Linked DNA regions of Arachis hypogaea: region 1 is linked to region 2. Evidence: chromatin contacts called from public Hi-C data. All regions are on one chromosome and are shown on one strand. Each heading gives the region's core, a stretch centred on a gene start, on an enhancer-like site or on the middle of the called end of the contact. The rest is flanking DNA. Distances are from core to core; before and after follow the strand shown. Region 1 holds the start of LOC112703019. Region 2 holds the start of LOC112703017.

Region 1 (2,758 bases), core at 156-2,655, 400 kb before region 2:
CCACGACATGATAACAAACGTCGCAAATTTGAAAGACGAAAAAGGGATGAGTCTTGATCAGGTAAAGTCTAACAAACACTAACTCCTCTGAACACTATTAACTTAAGCATTGAAATATCTTACAAGTAACTTTTTCAGTTTAGTTTTGACGTCCGCTCAAATTAGAATCTCCAAACTCCTGATTTCATAAGCTCGTAATCACAACAAAAATACGAATATAACTGTCATTATATATTTAATGCCTTTAATAATATTTATATTTAATGTATGATTTGACAATTTCGTGAGTTAATGACTTTATTAATTTTAATAACTTAGCCGTTTAGCTAATAACGTCATTTTCTCATTGTCCAAAACACTAATCATATTTCATACCATTAGTATTTGATGACAACAAACCAAAAGTATTGTTTGGACAACATTCAGACTATTTTTTGTAGTTGTTTGTTTCTTAGCTAACTTTATTCTTTCTGTTTTATAAATAAGATAACATTTAAATATTTAAATTAAATAATGTTAAAGTGTTGTTTAATGATTTAATTTGACATTGTATATATTATGTCTAGTGTATTGAATAAAATAGATTAATAAAAAATTAATTATGATATTTGAATTAATATTTTAATATTTGTTTTATAAAAAAATAATACATATTATGTTATTTATTAATTTAATATATATATTTTTTTTACCTTTAAGTTACCATTCTTACAAATAATACATTAATTTAGTAAGATAATTAAAATTATAATTTCAGTCTTACTTTAGTTATTATTGTATTATATTATAGCTTTAATTATACTTTTATGACGTTTTGTTTGCCTATGAAACGTTAAATTTGAAAAGTTAAAAATTAATTTATCATAAATTAAAATTTTATTTGATAATTTATTTTTTATTAATAAATTATTATATATATAAAATAAAGTCAAAGTTTTGACATTTATGTAAACATATAAATGAGATAGCTGTTTGACCAATACAATCAAAGTTGATTATATGTATTTATATCATCATAGTATTCTTAAAAGTAAAGTAACAAATCCCGTAAAATGATCGCAAATCAATTAATAGCATTTCATACAAAAATATCTCATATCAATCTCATAAAGTTATTGCTTCTTAAATGCATCGTAAGTTCTAATTTCTAATTTTTAATTTTTATTTCTACTTTCCAATTTCCAATTGGGCAAGAAGTACCTTATCATGTAAAAGGGCAGCTGTCCCTTCATGCCACAACGTGGCCGTTGATGCTGATGACGCCATAGCAGCCGCTTCCCACTAAGGGACATTTTTGTCATTCCACAATCTTTGGAACACAATTTGGTTCCCACCAACTGATCACTGATCAGAAAAGCACACTACTTCTGCACTCAACCGCCCAAACGACTCAATAACGCAACCAGAAAGAAGAAGAGAGCCAACGACAAACTTGAATTTTCAATAGTGACAGCCATATTATATAGTTTTTATCTTCCAAAAACAGAAAAAAAGATATTTATTTAATGTTTTTTTAAATTCCAGTTACGTGCTGTGAGCCTGTGAGGATAGATATGCTGTGGTGGATGATGTCGGATATGTCATAGAAAGATATCCCCTTGAAAATTGTGACCATGTGATTTAGAAAAAAAAGTGATATATTTGTTATTATCTTTGGTTTCTTGTGTTTTGTTTTTTCTCTGAGCCTTTATATCCAACTTGGTTTTCTGACGGTGAGTTTTATCACTATGGAAGCGCGTCTTTGATGTGGTGCTTTGCTTTGCTTGACCTTCACGTTTTCTCTCTTTCGGTAAGTAGTTATCAAATCATAAACTCCATCATCTCATCATCAATTTAGTTTTCTGATTTAGAAATATCTCTCCCACCTTCTGTTTCTTCTCTGCATGTGTCGGATTTTGTGTTTCATGTGATTGATGTTTTGCAAAATTTGAATTTCCTGCAACTTGGTTTTCTTTCAGTGCTTTATGAGTTGTGACTATGTTTTGAAATTTGAAAGTATGATTTCATTTTCAGTGGCGGTTGTTGGAATTGCTTTCTAGGTAAAGCAATTTTTTTTGGGGTAATATGTGATATGATCTGTTTCTAACCCTGGTAGATATGATGCTTTTTAACTTAATCTGCAAGGTGGTGTATTTAATTGATGGAGTAAGTTTGGGGAAAGTGTGGCAATATAAGGAATTTGAGTTTGGAAAGAGAAAGTGAGAAACTTGGTACAAAAATGCTGTGATTTGGCTCTATTACAAGAAACTTCCTTCTGTTTCTTTTGGTGGGGCAGAGGGAGAGGGGTATGATTGGGACCCCGGATACAAATTTGTTATCTTCTTGTTAATATTTCAAATATGCTGTGTTTATTGTCATAATGTACATCTGTCTGAAGATAGATATAAGCATCTTCTATAGACTCTAGTTTTGTATGGCATTTGGCAGTTTTGTACATCTGTTTTGTTCTTGTGCTTACAAGCCCTACCTTCTTTTTGTTGGATGCTTATTATGTTGCCAGATTATAGCTTGGATTTTTTCGACTGCATTTGGAACATTATAGCTTGTTACAGTTCATTGATTTTCTTTACTAAGTCTTCAATGTGATAGAGGCTCAACTGTTACTGTGTTAGGGTTCTTTTCTTCATTCATTTGAGTAGGAAGGTTCCTTAACAAACAATATGATGTTATACATTGATTGAAATATAACCATTTATGTACCTTTAAGCTTCTGGGACAAGTGGTTCCATGACAAGGGTAGTGGAATTTTTATGATCTA
Region 2 (2,846 bases), core at 221-2,720:
TCCAACAAAATTATCTTTAAAGAAAGTACTTTTTATTCATAAATTTATAAATTATTTTTAAATAAATTCTCTAATTCATGAATAAATCAATTTTCTTTAAAATCATAAAATAAAGTTTAAAATCTAATTATTCAAATTAAAGCATATAAAATCTTTATTATTTTTCAAGTACTAAAACTTTAAATCATAAATAAAAAAATACTTAATTAATATAAAAATCTTTAAAAATATAATCTTAAATAAATATTATAAATCATAAATAACTTATTATTTAATTTTTAAAAATTCGAAGTCTTACAGATTTTTGTTAGATTTGGACCAATTTGATTAGATTTGATTGCTAAAAAAAATTGAATGTGTAGCATCTCTCTATAATCTAAACGTTTTTTTATTTCAAAAAAAAAAGGAAATTAAACACTATTCAAGCACACAAAATTTAAGTAATTCTATCGCTCTGCATGGACCAACATTTTGTCAGGCACACAAAATTTGAATTCGTAAAAAGTTTAGCTCTTAAATCCATAATTTGAACGTCTAACATGGAAAGTTAATCACATAACTCTAAGAACATAATCCTCTCTCAAACTCTTAGCAATTCATATTACTATAATTTCCTAGCAAATCATCATAGACTTTAGCAATTCTCGTTATCAATTGTTATATTGATGTTATAGTCATAGCCAACATTGATCCTTCTGTGTCCGCACCAAATAATGTTGCACCAACTCCCACAGTATTGCCATTGAAGACTAGGCTGCAACATCCCCATTATTCATCTTACACGGGATAATTCTAGGGGTTGGGAAGCCATATCACAAATCACCTTGCACTTGCTTGGACTATGAGGCCTTAACTATAATAATTAGAAGAAAACCTATGCCACCAACTTAGACAACAACCGTTTGCCATGGGGCCAGGGCGCATCATCATGATCGAAGTAAGATATCTATATGCTGAAAATAGGATGCTTCCTTGGCTTCGAATCAAATAAAATCCGCAGGTGTCATATACAGAAAATTCTGAATGTGATATGAGTCCTTCTGTGCAAGTACTCAAGGTGGCGGCAAATTTTATGGATTTTTATTTTTATGATTTACTTTACCACAATTCAGGTATTGTCAAATTCAAACAAAATTGATCACTTATGAAAAAGCTAAAGAAAAAGAGAGACCTTAAAATATATTACATTGCCTCTCTGTCTTTGGCTGATGCAGAGATAGTAAATAGACTAAATATGTTACAAGTTCCAAACGTTTGCAAAGATAAAGTGAAATAGCATAACAGAGAAGGAAATAGAAGAAAAAGAACGTCGCCTGAGAGATTCGAACTCTCGCGGGGAAACCCCATGTACTTAGCAGGCACACGCCTTAACCACTCGGCCAAAGCGACGCTGATGCAAAGTGATCTGTCCTTTAATTATATTAATAATAGTGGCTCTAGTTGATCAGACATAGGCCACAAAGTACCAAACGAAACGTAACAAACGATAGACAAACCAACCTATTGTATTGAAGAAGGTTGCGTGCGGGCCCCACTTTCTCTCTCTCTTCACCTTCTTCAGTTCTCCTCCCACCCCCTCTCTCTCATCTTAACCATGACTCCTCGCTGCCCTTTCCTGACTCCTCAGAAACTCAAAGTCAAACTCCTCACTTAATTGATTAATCCCCTCCTCCACAGCCGCTTGCACCAACACCACCACCCATCATGGCGACGGCGACGGGGGCGGAGGAATCAGAACTCAATACCTATTGGTGCCACGAATGCGACATGAGCGTCGCCCTCTCCTCTTCCCGTTCTTCCCCTCTCATGTGTCCCCACTGCCGCACCCACTTCCTAGAACTCATGGACTCACCTTCCCAAAACGACGCCGTTGCACCACTCTCCTCTCTCTCCCTCTTTGATTCCCCCTTCTTTCACCGCCTAATCCACCACCACCTCGTTTCCAACTCCAATACCAACACCACCGACAGTCCAAACGACGACGTTGCTTTCGAGGACCCACTGTCTTTACTCTCCCCGTCCCTGATTTCCTCCAAAACAGCGTCGTCCAAGTCCTCCGCAACCGCCGTCCCCGTAATTCTTGTCACCTCCGCGTTGCTCTCCCAGCTCGATCCAACCGGTGTCGTTTCGTGCGCGGTGTGCAAGGACGACATTGAAATCGACGAGGAAGCAAAGCAGCTTCCGTGTAACCACCTTTACCACTCCGATTGCATCACGCCGTGGCTCGAACTCCACGATTCGTGCCCGCTCTGCCGGTTCCGACTTTCGGCGGCAGAGGAGGAGGCGGAAGGGGAGGAAGAAGACGGCCTCGATGGTGCTTTGACGTCGAGCGAGATCAGGAGTCAGCTGAGGGCGGCGATGGTGAGGCTTTCGGAGCTAATGGAGGAAGAGGAGGATGATTTCTACGGGTTGAGGACCACTCTGAATCACATTGCCTCAAGGCACGGCTTGATTGGCTCCAATGGTGCATCTGTGGTGAGCGAGGAGGGTGAGGGTGGTGATTCGGAGAATTTTTCCAGAATCGGTGGTGGCAATGGCAGTGAATGAAGGGGTGGTCTTGTCTGCAAATTCATCAATGTATAAGGTACAAAACATAGCAGTTTTTTCCTCTTTTGGTTTGCCTATAGTTTTATGTTTTGGTATTGTGTTAGTGATGAAGAGTTGTTAGCCTGAAATTGTTGTTATGTTAAGTCTGTGCCGAAGATCATGGAGATTTCCCTCTTGCTAATTGAGTTCTAAGTTAATTATAACTGCCAGTGTTTAGTAAAATGGTGATGGTGTGTGTATTTGCTGTTCTTGGAAGATCTTTCATAATGAATCTATCAATTTTCAGCAAGTGATTACTC

The links. A called contact is a pair of places that touch in the nucleus more often than the background predicts.
Region 1: a contact with region 2 is called in a Hi-C map of leaf, with 1.9 times the contacts expected there. The contact joins the promoter of LOC112703019 here to the promoter of LOC112703017 in region 2. A contact is called at or near these places in 3 of 8 Hi-C or Micro-C datasets (all in leaf).

What each region holds. Positions count from the first base shown.
Region 1 is chr7:48,429,208-48,431,965 of arahy.Tifrunner.gnm2.J5K5, reverse strand. It overlaps LOC112703019, which reads left to right and starts at 1,405. Exons shown (of 14, transcript XM_072199463.1): 1 at 1,405-1,789. LOC140174483 (a long non-coding RNA gene) reads right to left here and starts at 1,663. Exons shown (of 2, transcript XR_011863996.1): 1 at 1,201-1,663.
Region 2 is chr7:48,033,284-48,036,129 of arahy.Tifrunner.gnm2.J5K5, reverse strand. LOC112703017 reads left to right here and starts at 1,470. Exons shown (of 2, transcript XM_025754305.3): 1 at 1,470-2,584. The coding sequence starts at 1,705. The coding sequence ends at 2,547. TRNAS-GCU (transfer RNA serine (anticodon GCU)) reads right to left here and starts at 1,389; the gene lies at 1,308-1,389.